2 separate regions of the Ovis aries genome follow, and region 2 is linked to region 1. The links are chromatin contacts, called in public Hi-C maps. All regions are on one chromosome and are shown on one strand. The core of a region is the stretch at or near the end of the contact, and the rest is flanking DNA. Distances in the headings are between cores, read along the strand shown.

What was found. Hi-C and Micro-C count contacts between places; a contact is called where the count stands out from the background.
Region 2: a contact with region 1 is called in a Hi-C map of hypothalamus, with 4 times the contacts expected there. The contact joins the promoter of IFT140 here to the promoter of BAIAP3 in region 1. A contact is called at or near these places in 2 of 16 Hi-C or Micro-C datasets (hypothalamus and liver).

The regions. Positions count from the first base shown.
Region 1 is chr24:1,581,481-1,588,057 of ARS-UI_Ramb_v3.0, reverse strand. It overlaps BAIAP3 (BAI1 associated protein 3), which reads right to left and starts at 3,375. Exons shown (of 35, transcript XM_042239791.1): 1 at 3,262-3,375.
Region 2 is chr24:1,762,071-1,768,647 of ARS-UI_Ramb_v3.0, reverse strand. It overlaps IFT140 (intraflagellar transport 140), which reads left to right and starts at 2,715. Exons shown (of 31, transcript XM_042240098.2): 1 at 2,715-2,860; 2 at 4,883-5,001. CRAMP1 (cramped chromatin regulator homolog 1) reads right to left here and starts at 2,378. Exons shown (of 21, transcript XM_015104011.4): 1 at 2,072-2,378.

The DNA.
Region 1 (6,577 bases), core at 2,126-4,625:
CCAGCGCCCTACCTGACCGGCCTGCGCTGTTATACCCTCACACGTTGCGGGTGCTCTGCCCCCTGCAGACCTTAGGGGGAGCCACCAAGGGCCCTGCAGTCCACCTCTTCCACCCCGTGACCCGGCCCAGGCAACTACCTCCGGCCTTGGCCTCCCGATCCCCCCCGCCCCCAGCAGCATCCCACAAGGTGGTCTCATGGTCTCGTGTGCCTGCGCTGAAAGTCATCAGGACAAAGCGAAGACCCTCTCTGGCCCTGGCTTGCTGGCCTCTGTGTGCCGGACACGCCATACTCCCTTGGCTCACCTGGGGACCTGCCCACTGCCTGGGTCACGTCCTTGTCCGCTCGAGGGCGCCCCCCGCAGGCCAGGCACATCAGCCCGAGCCTGTCCTTTTCGTTTGACAAAGTCGGAAACGGGGACCCCGCTGGATCCAGCTCTACTGGCCCGTCTCTCACGGGCACCTGGCAGTGGGGTAGCTGGGGAGACCCGCCCTGCCCTCTGTGCCCACTGCCAGGGGCCATGTGAGTGCTGGCCCGTCCTCGTTTACAGGCTTGACCTCCTCCCGGACGGTCACCCTCTGCTGGGACAGCGGGGCCGGGCACACCTGCCGCCTTGAGGGTCCTGGACAGATTTTTCAAGCAAGCCGGGTGTATCTCCGGGGTGGGGGGCGGGGTGCCCGGGCTGCCATCACTGGTATGTGCCCCCTTCCAGCTCTCAGCTCCTCATCTCACTCCCTGATCCTCCACTCCTGGAGCTGCAGGGCCAGGGGAGCCCATCCGGCCAGGCCCAAGAGCTGGGACAGGAGAAGGGGCACCTTGGCCTCCAGCAGCCCTGGACCCGCTTCACACCGGCCGGTGCTTGCCCCAGGGAGCCCCTACCCCTGCTGCGGGCTCAGCAGCCCAGAGAGCTGTGAGGTCCCTGGGGGCTGGGTGTCACAGGGCCCCTTTTCCTCTCTAGCTGAGTGGAAAACGCTGCTTCCCCAACAGCCCCCCAAAGCCAGGGAGCAGCCACTGCTTGAGCTGTTGCCAGGACAACCGCCAGCTGCGTCTACGTGTGACGGGGGCTCCAGGGCTCACAGTCCCGGAGACAAAGATGACGCAGGAGCCAAGTGGCCTGAGCTGCAGGGTGGGGGCCTTTCTCGGTGAGACCAGAGTGTTCAAGGCAAGGGGGGCCCCCTCCTCAGACCAGCCCTGGATGGGAAGTGACGCTCTGCTCCCCACACCTAGACCAGGAAACCGAGACCCCAGGCTCATGAGGCCCAGGGTCACCCAGCCAGCAGGCAGCCCGGGGTGGAGTTCCGGCCTCCCAGGCTCTGGCGTCCAGGCACTAAGCTCTTGGCTCGTCCTGAGTCCCAGGTGCAGGCGGACCGGCCTCCCCCGTGCTGCTCCCTCCCTGCTCCTGTCTCAGCCTGTGCCCAGGAAGGAGGCTAGCAGTGGTGTCCAGGTGCAGAGGCTCTTCCTGGGAGCTTAGGAGCCCCCTCTGTCCCCTGGGAACCCCTGGGCTGCCTGCACCGCCACAGCCTCGCTGCACCCAGCAGCCTGGGCCCTGGGGCCAGCCAGCACCCACTCAGAGCTGTCATGGACAGAGGGTGTGGGGCTGGTCGTTAGGGAGCAGTCACCAGCTGCCAGGGGCTCTCGGTGTGTATGGGGCAAAGTGAGCAGGGTACAGGCTTCAGGGGACCCCCTGTCTGTCTGACGGGCCCCAGAGGACTCCTTCCTGAACTTTCCGTGTCTTGGTCCCTCCCAGGCCTGGTCAGAAGCCCTGAGCAAGACACACCTGTATTCCCACTCAGGCCTGGCCACCGGCTCCAGTTTGTCCAATGAACAAAGTGAGGCCAGCCGAGGAGCTGGACGCCCCACAGGTACCAGGACCCAGCCGAAAGCAACAGGCCTGCTGTGTTTCAGGGCTGTGCCCAAGGCCTGGGGTTGAATGGGAAAGGATCACTCTGCAAAGTGATGTCACTGTTGCATTTCACATCCCAGTGATGGGGTGACTTGCCCAGAACCCAGGGCTCAAAGCCAAGCTGAGTCCTGCTAGCCCACCTGGGGGCTGGCACTGAAGCAGGCAGGTCTGGAGCAGTGGAGCTGAACTGGAGAGCCAGCCTGGTCTTCTAGAAGAGTCCCCAGCAGCCCACTGGCTGCCCTGGACGTGAATCAACACCCTCAGGGTGCTGGGGCCGCTTACTGAAACCGGTCCCTGGGGACTTAGGAGTAGGGCATCCACCGATGCTGCCCCCGGCATGAGTAAGGGGGCGGCAGAAGGTCTGGCCTGGCCACCTGGCTCTCCCTGTTGCCCCCCAGCCCCCAGCTGGCCCCCTTCACTCTCCTAGGAGGTTCCCAGCTGCCCCTCTCCGCTGACTCCCTGCACAGTGCTCGCCTGCACACAGTGCCTTCTGCAGTCCGCCTGCAGTGCCTCTTAGGAGCACTGCTCACTGGGGTCTCATGCCCACCCAGTTCCAGGGAGGGGTTTGAGGTCTGTATTGTAAACAATTCCTCGAGCGGACCTAGAGCTCTGAAGCCGGAGACCAGCAGTAAAAGGTTGGCGAGATGCTTCTAGAATGAACGCATTTAAAATGAAGTGCCCGTACGATCTTCCTCAGAGGTCCCCTCCCACCTGGCCAGCCGGGCCCTCTGACCTGCTCACCCCTCCCACTTCTCTCAGGGACAGGCTCCCGCCTCGCCCCTTCCTCCCGACCTCCGTTCGGACCTCTCCCCCACCCCAGTTCTGTCGGGGTGCTTCTCTCATTGGTGGGTGTTCGGTTTGGGGACAGTTTGGAAGCCTGGAGAGGGCGTATTTTGGGGGACCCACCCACGCCAGGAGGAATTTGGGGAAAACAAGGGGTCCTGCCAGGATCCGTGGGAGGGGGAGCGGGCCGGGCTCAGGGGCGTCTTAATCGCTGGAGGGTGGACTGGGAAACCCCGCGGAGGCTCTCGGGGGCGGTCTTCGGTCCCCGCCCACCTGCGCCTTCCCCCGGATATAGGGGCGCCGGGTCCGAGCGGAGTGACCCTGCGCATCCCGGGGGGCGGTGGTCCTGGAGCCCCGCGCCCTCCGCGGCTGGGAGGTCTGGTCCCCCCGCCCCTCTGCAGTGCGCACCGTCTCCCGCTCCGAGGCTCCGCTCCTCCAAGCGGGGGAGGAGCCGTCTCCTCGGTGCCGACGGCGCGTCTTGGCGACCTCCCGGCTCCCGGGGTAGCGGCGACCGCGGTCCGCCGGCGGTCAGCCGGCCTGGGCTTCGACGGCCGGGCAGGAGTCGGCGGCACTCACCGTGGGCCGGGCGGCAGGGGCGCGGGGACGGGGCTCCTGCGGGCGCCGCACTCGGCGCCGGCTCCAGGGTCGCTACAGCGGCGCGACCGCTCGCAGCCGCCAGCGCCGACGACTGAGCGCCAGGGGCCCCGCGCCCGGGCTGCAGGGGCCGGGGGCGGGGCTGAGCCTGCTCGCCCCGCCCCGCCGCTCGGGGCTCGCTTCCGCCCCGCCCCCGCCTCCCCCACGCCCCTTTCCGCCCGCGCCGGCGCCGCTAGGGGCGCAGGGCGAGGATCCACGTGCCCCTAGTGCCGGCCCGAGGCTCCTAAGGGGAAGGGGCTCGGGGCTGCCAATCAATCCACACGTGGGTAATGAGCCGGAGCAGACCCGCTCTGCATCACGACCCCTTCTCGGGGACCCCAGGGCAGACAAGAGTCGCCGAAACAGAACAGGATATGCCCGGGCCCGCAGCGCAGACTTTTCTGGAAGGGTTGTGTGGTCATCTCCAAAGTCGCCCTCCCAGCCAGCAGTGCCCCCACCACCAGCCTGGAGCGGGCCTGGGCGTGGGGACTCCGCCTCCGCTGTCCCAACCGCTCTTCTCAGAGGGGACAGCCCGCACCCCGGGGTGTGTGTGCTGCAGGCGTCAACTCAGAATGCCCGCAGCAATCCTTGTCACCGAAAGGGCGACCGACCCCACGGCCCACGTCTAGCCACCTGCCAGGTTACCCCGACGGGTGGAAGCCCTCTCACGCTGTTCCCAGCCCATCTTTGGTGCCCCTCTACTGTGCCATGCTCACCTGGGGAGCCCGTAAAAACAGCTTGCTGAGCCCACCGGGGCCTGCTGACTCCCAGAGCTGGGGCGGGGCCTCGCCATCTGAGGCTTCTCCCACCCCAGCTGCGAACCCTGCGGGCTGCTCAGATGCTTGGGCTCCCCGGGTCCCCTTCCTGCCTTTAGTAGACCTTGCTGGACCCTCAGAGCACCTTGTACTTGGGGGATCAGACTGGTTTGGAGAAGTTTTCACCCCAAAGGACCTCGTCTCTAGTGGGGGGACTCTAGGCTGGCTGGGGATCAGACAGACCTGGAACCCACTTCTGCTCAGGCCCAGAATCAAAGAACAGTTGGCTTTGGCAGGCCAGGGCTGAGCTGAGTGGAGGAGACCCTGGAGGAGCAGGGTTCAGCACAGAGCTGCATGCGGGGGCAGCTGTGATTTCGCTATTCCTTGGTCTAGAGGGGACCAGATCCACCCCTCTCACCCCAGGAGGGGCGGACACTGCTCTGAGAGGGCCACCACCTGTCTTAGATTCTAGACTCAGACTGACGTCTGAGCCACCTGTACCTATCTGTGCAGGAAGAGACGCGGAACCACCTGGGTTGGGGAGAACAGCCCTGTAGGGAGGGGGTACAGCCCTGCAGGGAGAGGGGCAGCCCTGCAGGGTGTGTTCTGCTGCTGGAGGCTCTAGTCCCCAGTCCTGCTCCCATCTTGACCCAGCACAGCTGGGCAGAGCGGGTGGGGGAGCTCGGGAAATGCACAGCAGCTTTGCACAGATGAATCGGATGAGCAGGGGAGGGGGCTGGACCCCACACAACCAGCCGCCCCTTAGCTTCCTTCTACAGGGGATAGGAATGGGGTCAGGGCAACTAACATCCTTCCCTGAGGATCTGGCAGGTCCTGAGCCAGGATCTTGTAGCTGATGCCCCCCCCAACCCCTGCAGTCTTACGTCAGGTTCTTCCAACCTGTTGGAACAAACACGGTTTGGTTGCCATGGTGATCATAATGGCTTTGGGGTGAAGAGATGAGACTCTGCAGCTGCTGTAAACAGGAAGTAAGGAGGGGCAGCTGCCAAGGGAGGGGGCCCTTGCTTGAACCCCTATCCCATGCCCAAGGGGAGCCAAGGGGCTGGGGGCCAGCGCCACCCTGAAGATGCACCAGCCCCCAATACTAACACCACAGAGGGCCCCTGGAGACCTCACACTCTCTTTTGCAGGTGGGGAAACTGAGGCCCAGAGAGAGGAAAGGGATTGTCCAGGCAACAGGCTGGGTACCAAGCCCAACTCAGGGCCTCAGTTTCCCCAGGAGGGCATAACCCTCAGACCCTTCCCTCCACTGACATTTCCTGGGGACGGAGTGATGGTCCCATTGGCACCAGCCCCTTCAGTGTCTCCCGACTTGTCCTGAGGCTGAAGTCAGGCCCTCCCGAGTATAGTCCGCCCTGCTGCCCTCCTCCGGCACCTTGGGCCTTTGCTTTCCTCATTTGTCAAACAGAAATAGCAGCAGAGGAGCCCAGCCCTCAGCAGGGGCCGGGGGCCGTCCTAGAGAGGAGAAGCAAGTGCTGGTTGAGTCAGCGGCAGCTCCTCCATTCCAGGGGAGAGGAAGTGGGGGCCGTCACCGGGGGCCTCCAGGGGCCTCGGGAGGGGCTCTTTGGGGACTGCTTTGGCCCCAGCAGGTTGGAAGTGTAAGCTCATCCTCATGTGACCCCACAGCAGGCAGAGGGCAGGGAGGGCGCCCCTGGCCCCAGCCTGTACCCCAGACCTCAGGCTGAAGGATCTACCTGGCCCCAGACCCCCAACAATACTCTGAGCTCAAGGCACAGTGAGAGGGCAGCTCGGGGCATGCAGGGGCGTCAGGGCGCAAGACACCCTGCCTGAGGGGGTCAGGGCTTGGTGGGGCCCCTGGAGAAGTGGGTTTACCCTCAGGGCTTGGGCTGGACAGGGTCTGGCAGGCAGCAGGAGGGGCTTTCCCTCCTTAGGGCCAGGAGAAAAGCACCAGGCTCTGGGTCGCCACTCTGATGGCTGCTGATGGGCAGGGACAGGGGGCCGCAGAGGTGAGGGGGGTCCTGTGAGGCCAGGGCACCACCATCATTATAAAAAGGTATTGATTTGGCTGCACCAGGTCTTAGTTGGCACATGCGAGATCTTCCATCTTCCTTGCGCCACGTGGAATCTTTAAGTGCGGCATGCAAACTCTCAGTTGTAGCAAGTGGGATGATCTAGTTTCCTGACCAGGGATCAAATCCAGGCTCCCTGCAAGGAGAGCTGGGAGTCTTGGCCACAGGAAGTCCTCTGCCATAGGTTTAATAAGGCATGAATCCCGCCCTCTGGGGTCAGTCCCTGAATTGCAGGCACAGCTCCTACGACTCTGACCCCCACGCCAGTGGAAGGACTGTGGCAGGCAAAGTGGGGAGGGAGGTGGACCCCAGGGAACTTCTGGGCACATGGCCAAGGGGTTCAGCCAGGGTCCCTGCCTGCCCGGGGCTGGAGGACCCTGAGGAACTGCAGGAATCTGGCCTGGGTGCTGGTTCTGCCAGCGGAGGAGGGGGCTCCAGGTGGGCGAGGGTCCA
Region 2 (6,577 bases), core at 1,466-3,965, 180 kb before region 1:
GGGGCGGGGGAGAGGGGACCCGGGTGAGGCGCGCGGCCCGCAGCCTGCGAGAAGTTTAGCCGCACCGATCCCCTCTCAACATGGCCGCCGTTGTTTGTTCCAGATCCCCTCCCGCGGCCCGCCCGCCCGAGCCCGGCCAGCGGGCCCGAGTCGCCGCCCGCCGGACCCCGGCCGGGACCCCCGCGCGCCTGCCCGCCCGACGCCCAGGAAACGGTGGCCGGCGACGCGGAGGCGGCGGGGCGGCAGCTGGGCGGCCGCGCCCGGACGGCCCTGCCCGCGCGGCGCCCCGGTCCAGGGTCGGAGAAGGGGCAGAGGGCCAGGGTCGGGGTCCAGGGGTCCTGCAGCCACCTACCCGAAGGGCCCGCGGCTCATGGCCTGCGCGCCGGGCAGCCCGCGCGCCGGCCTCGCTCCCCGCGCTGCCTGAGCCGGTCGGGCCTTGGCGCCCGCGCCCCTCGACCCCACCCCACCCCACCCCGCCCCCCAAAACGCGCGGGGCTCCGGGCCCGCGCACCTGCCCCGCACTCCGGCCCCCAAAGTTGGCCCTGGAGCGAGGGTGAGGGGCCCGGATCGACCCCGGTCGTGCAGAGGCGCGGGCTCGCCTGCGTACACAGGGAACTCCATGGTGGCCTGAGGCTGCCAGTCCGCCTGCTTATTTTAAAACAGACATAAAGAATAATAAGCTGGGGGTTTCTGGGAGTCTTGCTTCTGAGGGTGGGAGATGTGTACTGCTGTGGGGATTTACGAATTAAAAATGCTTTTCAACAAAGGAGCCTGTTGTGTGGAACAGACTAGAGTCACCCGTGGAAGTGACAGCACAGTAACCTCCAGGTAGGAACAGACAGAAGAGGATTCTGCCAAAGCTCTAGGTAACCATGAATAAAACTCCTGCACTAACTTTGTGACCCTCTGTTGTGAGCAATGTCATCGACAAAATATGATGACTTTAAAAATGTCTGTCGCCCAAAAAGCAGATCCACTCAATTTATTCAAAGAGATTCAGGTACTATCAACGTTGTAAGTCCAGAAATAGTAATGTGCACATGCGATGAAGCAAGAAAAGTAAAAACTAGATTCCTCAACAGGTGTTGGTACTGTGCCCAAACTGTGTTTGATATGCTCAACACGACTGCTGAAAAAAGGAAAATGAGAGCAAGACATCAAGGCCAACAATGAAATACAGTAAAAGGAGTGTAAGGACCTCTCCAAGAAAGACTTGGAAATGATTAAAATCCTAGTGATACCTACTACTGCTCAAAAGTATTATGCCTCAAAACTACCTGCTACAGCTTTCATCTGTTGAAATTGATGTCATAAACCATCTGAATCCACGCCAGTCGAAAATAAAAAAACCTGCCATGCCAAAGAATAGAACTATGTAAGACAGATGCCCAAATTTAAAGGACTTCGTGGTAGTACAGGACATCTCACTATTCATCCCTTATCCTATCCGTTTCTACTTAAGAAACCTGAAAATACCCCAAATAACCTTCTCTGGGTTATAATGTGGCGAACCCTACCTTCCAGGAACCAAGCCATCATCCCAAAGCTACCCACAGTCAACCCAGGACCCAGACAGTGGTTCTATCAGCTACAACAGAATAAACTTCCCCGTCGGCGAGCTAAATCTTCGGAGACACTACCTGAATACAGAAAAACGTGGGTTTTCAGAATTCAACAGGTATTGACGTATTTCAGTCTTCCTTTCAGGGAAAAGGAAACCAGAGGATGGAATTCTCTCACGGAGTCCCTCCAACCTTACTTCCTGACCGCGCACAGAGGAGGGATCGCCTCAAGCCCCATCCCGGCAGGACACCATTTGTCACCTTCTGGGAAAGGAAAAGCAAAACCCCACGTCGCTGGCTGACTTCTAGCTGCACACAGAGAGTTCCGTCAACGCAACACTCCTGGGTCCGGGCTCCCCAGAGCCGCCCCGACGAAACACCGCGTGCGTAACCACCGCCGTCAGGGCGCAGGCCGCTTCTCCCGCAGCCCCGCTCGGGCTGGGAGCCGGCCTCGCCGCGACAGCCAGTAGGGGCGGTCCACCCCTCCTGAGCCCCCAGCCTCCGGTCACCTTTTTCATCAACGCCTCGCAGCAGCCTGGCTTCCCGGGCCCGCCGGGGTCCTCCCGGGCGCCCGCAGAACCGGCCGAGTCGGGCAGCCCGGCCCCCGAGCGCCGGGTGCTGAGAGACCGCAACGCCGCACACCGGTCCTCCCGCCTCAGAAGCAGTCGCCGAACGGCACTCGCCCCGGTACGTCCCCTCGGCGGTCGGCGTGCGGCTGAGGAGGCTGCGGGCGCCGGTGCTATCGCCCCTCAGCCTCCCTGAGGCCCGGCCCGCGGCGAACAGGAGCAGTTCCGGCTACGGCGGCCGGCGGAGTCCGCGGGGCCGACGCGCGGGGCGGGGCCGGGGCGGCGGGAGTGCGAGCCGGGGCGGGGCGACGCGCGCGGGGCCGAGCACGCCAAGGTTTCCAGCGGGCGCGCCCCCTCCAGGGGCCTTCCCATTGGTCAGCGGCGGGCGCGCGCGCTTACACGCAGGGACGCTGGGTGGGGGCGGAGGGCGGATCTGCGACGCGGGTAATGTTGTGACGCTAGCCTCGCGGCCGTGCGGACTCGTACGTCTCTCCGGATTGGTGGATCGACAGCCAATAGAGTGAGAGTCTAGCCTGTGATTGGCCCGAGCCCTGTTGACGGATGCGTGAGAAGAAAACGCCGCCTCAGCTCTGAGTCTTGAATCCGGCGCGAACCGGGTTTTTACCGAAAAAGTGTGGAAGTGCGATTGAGGCAGAGAAACTCACCCTTTATTGAATTGAGTGTGAAGGCTTTCAAGTTTTTTAGCGCTGCCGATGGTGCTGGACGCTTAAGGTTGTTTTTCTTCGTTTGGGCGATAAAGGAGTGTTTTTCAAATTCTAGAGTTTATGGAGGAGGGATAAGAGTGATGGTGCTTAAGGGTACAAATTTGTTAAGGAGTACGATGTAATGCACAATGTAATGCCTGCGTGCTCAGTCGTGTCCAACTCTCTGCGACCCGGTGGACTGTAACCCGCCAGGCTCCTCTGTCCGTGGGGTTTCCCAGGCAAGAATACTGGAGTGGGTTGCCATTTCCTCCTCCAGGGGATCTTCCTGACCCAGGGATCGAACCCCTGTCTCCTGCATTGGCAGGCGGATTCTTTACCACTGAGCCATCTGGAAATCTTGCACAATATAATGGATACAAACAATAATACTGTACTGACTAATGTGATAAATATCTCTACAATCTAATCATATAAATGGGTCAAAGTAACATTTTGTACACCTTAAATTTACGCGATATTACATACTAAATTTATTCCATAAAATCCTAGTGTTTATGAAAATGGGGTTTTTTAAATAGAATGTTCCTTGTATGCTTAACAAATGAAAGATCTTTGCTGCTGTTTGCTATAGTAAGTTTTCTTAGTGACGTTGCTTTTTCTTTCAAAATTAGTTTAACCCACCATACCGTTAGAGCAGGATGGCACGTTGCTAATGCCTTAGGGAATGCAGTCAGCCGCCAAGGTTAGGAAAAAGGTTAGTTTCTAACTAAATGAACTCGTACTTTCTACTCTAAGCTATTTTCTCTCTAATGGCGTCCATAAGCCTCCTCCCTCAAAGCACTGAACGCATAAGTTACCAACTTCAAGGAACTGTGTTGAATCAACTGACTTTTCTCAGAAATGCTCTTGAACGACACCCTCTTGGAGACAGATAAGAATCTAGCAAACCTTTTGGGGTCCAAGAGACCCAGCAATAAGATTAACTAGAGAGGAGAGAATGTTAAAGATGGCGTTCTCCTTCTTTCCCAGTCTCCCTGCTGCCTTCCTCCTGACTGACCTATGTGGTTGAAAAACTGAACTACAGGAGCGGGTCGCGAACCGACCGTGTATCCCCATCACATACAGAAGAATACACCAGCTTCCCTTTTCTGGGCAGAAAGGCATATTCTGTCCCCTCGGCCCCCTCTGTGAGCTAGCGTTGTGGACTCTAGACAACCATCGAAAAAGGGGGAAATTGCCATGCACAGCCCCGAAGCTCGCCACCCGCGGGAGAAATCCTGCTCTCGGCTGCGCACGAACGTTTCCGAGCGTCTTCGGCTCTTTCCGGCCTCTCGGGACGCTTCGGCTGGTCTCGGCGTCCGCCCGCTCGGTTTCGGCTGTATCCGAGCTGGGCTCGCGGCCGTTGTCCAGGCAACGCGCGGCGGCGCAGAGGCCCAGCCAAGGCGAGTGCAGCCCCCGGCCCGGAACCCGGGAGTAGGGAGTCTGGGGGCCCGGAGCCTCAGGACAGGGCGACGACGAGGGAGGGCCGGGGATGGGCTCGGGAGGTCGAGGGCCGGGACGGCTCGGGGAGTCTGGCGGGTCCAGGAGCCTGGAGCCTGGGCCCGGGAGAAGGGCGACACCGAGGCGCACCGGGCCCTCTTCTCCGCCCCCTGGATAATCTTCGCCCAGAAACCCTGCCTGGGCCGATCGCCCGAGCGGTGGCGGATCAGGCCAAGGCTTGGGGGTGCGGGCCGGGTGACCTAGAACTCAGCGCGAGGGGAGGTCCGACTGAGGGCCGCGTGGCGGTGCGAGGCCTGGAGAGCGGAGCTGAAGGGGAGGGGGCGGCGCCGACGGTGCTAGCAGCGGCCCGGGCCGGGAAGGGATTCAGAAAACCACCTTCTGGGCTGTCAGTCCTGCGGCCCGCGGGACCGCACGGTCCGAGCCGGAGATGGTGTTTCTTCATGTCCACGGGATGCAGCTATGAGCCTGCATTGACGAGGCCCCGGGGACGGTGGTTCAGAGTGAGGCTTTTCGGGGTGGCTTCCAGTGCCCTCCACTGCGCCCCTCCACCCCGTCCCCGTTGCCTCAAAGTCCTGGTTCCCTCCCACAGCGTCTCCAAGCAGTGATGCAACTGAAGTCATCCTTAGTACCACGAGCCGTTCTTTCCCAAAAGGTGGCTTACCTGAAGGCTGAAGAGGTTGCACGGCTGGAGGTGAGAGCAGCAGATCGGTGAGAACAAGTGGAATTTTTTTTTTCTTTCCTCCAAAGTTTATATATTGACAAACGGCATTATGTTCAAGAGGTACCCTGCCTTTAGGAAAGCAAGTGCCCTTGTTTCTGAACCGATGCCATTAATGGGTGTGATTTCATTGTTAGTCATCTCTCCTTCTTGTTTACTTTGACAACTTCTGTTTGTAAGTGCACGTGTGTATGTGTGTGCTCAGTTGCTTCAGTCGTGTCTAACTCTTTGTGACCCCATGGACTGGAGCCTACCAGTCTCCTCTGTCCATGGGATTTTCCAGGCAAGAGTACTGGAGTGGGTTGCCATGCCCTTCTCCAGGGGATCTTCTAGATCTGGGGATCCAACCCAAGTCTCATGCATTTCAGGCAAATTCTTTACCAACTAAGCCGCGAGGGAAGCCTTGGTACACAGGTAGCATTTGCTGCTGCTGCTGCTGCTAAGTCGCTTCAGTCATGTCCGACTCTGTTCGATCCCATAGATGGCAGCCCACCAGGCTCCCCCTTCCCTGGGATTCTCCAGGCAAGAACACTGGAGTGAGTTGCCATTTCCTTCTCCAGTGCATGAAAGTGAAAAGTGAAAGGGAAGTTGCTCAGTCGTGTCCGACTCTTAGCGACCCCATGGACTGCAGCCTACCAGGCTCCTCCATCCATGGGATTTGCCAGGCAAGAGTACTGGAGTGGGGTGCCATTGCCTTCTCCCAAGTAGCATTTATTCATTGTATAAAACCGGATTCATTCACCCTGGCTTGATCCCAGTTTCTGCAACTAACAAGACATCAAAAGCGTCTTTCCTTGCTAGTAGGTATCTTCATCAGGGATTCATGTAGTGGGGCCTGTTTGGTGGAGGCAGTGTTCTGGGGCTGGCTATGCTCCGGTGGCCCCTCACTCTGTGGGGCAAGTAATCAGGTAAGGAGGAGAGGATGGTCAGTCAAACGCAGACTTACGGTACAGTCTAAATGAAGAATACAGGGTTCTCTGAGGACACTGGGCAGAAGCACAGGACAGCCTGGTGGAAAGAGGCGTCCTGAGTACCCAGTGCAGGAGTGTGAGGGGGAGAGCCTCTGGGAGAGCCCCAGTGGGAAGAAAGTAATTTAAAGATCTTCTAGCATACTCGCTCCTTACAAAGTGATGTTCGAAATAAAAGAGGAGATCAGGTTTAACTTTTCCAAGTGCTTTTATAATTCGTTTTCCGTCATTACAAGAAGATTGATATGTCACTCATTTTTCCAAGGCATATTTTCAGAGAGTAAACTTGTTAAACATGAGTAAGAATTTCCTGTAGCCCAGAATTTAGACCCTTGGTGGCTGCAACACGTTAGAACTCACTATGAAAGGCTTCCTTGCTGCGTTAAGCTGCCCAGCTTTTAACCCAGTGTGTTTCCTTGTGGCTCTGTGTGAACAATTGCATGAAGCCTTTACTCAGGGATCCAGAGCCCTGGGCCAGTGCACATGTGCCCTAATGGAGTGTGTGCAGGTGGCCACGGATCCTACCCCCACAGACCCCAGTCTCCTATCCCCCCGCTCCTCCGGCCAGTGCCCAGCCATCTGTCAGGAGTCTTATGGG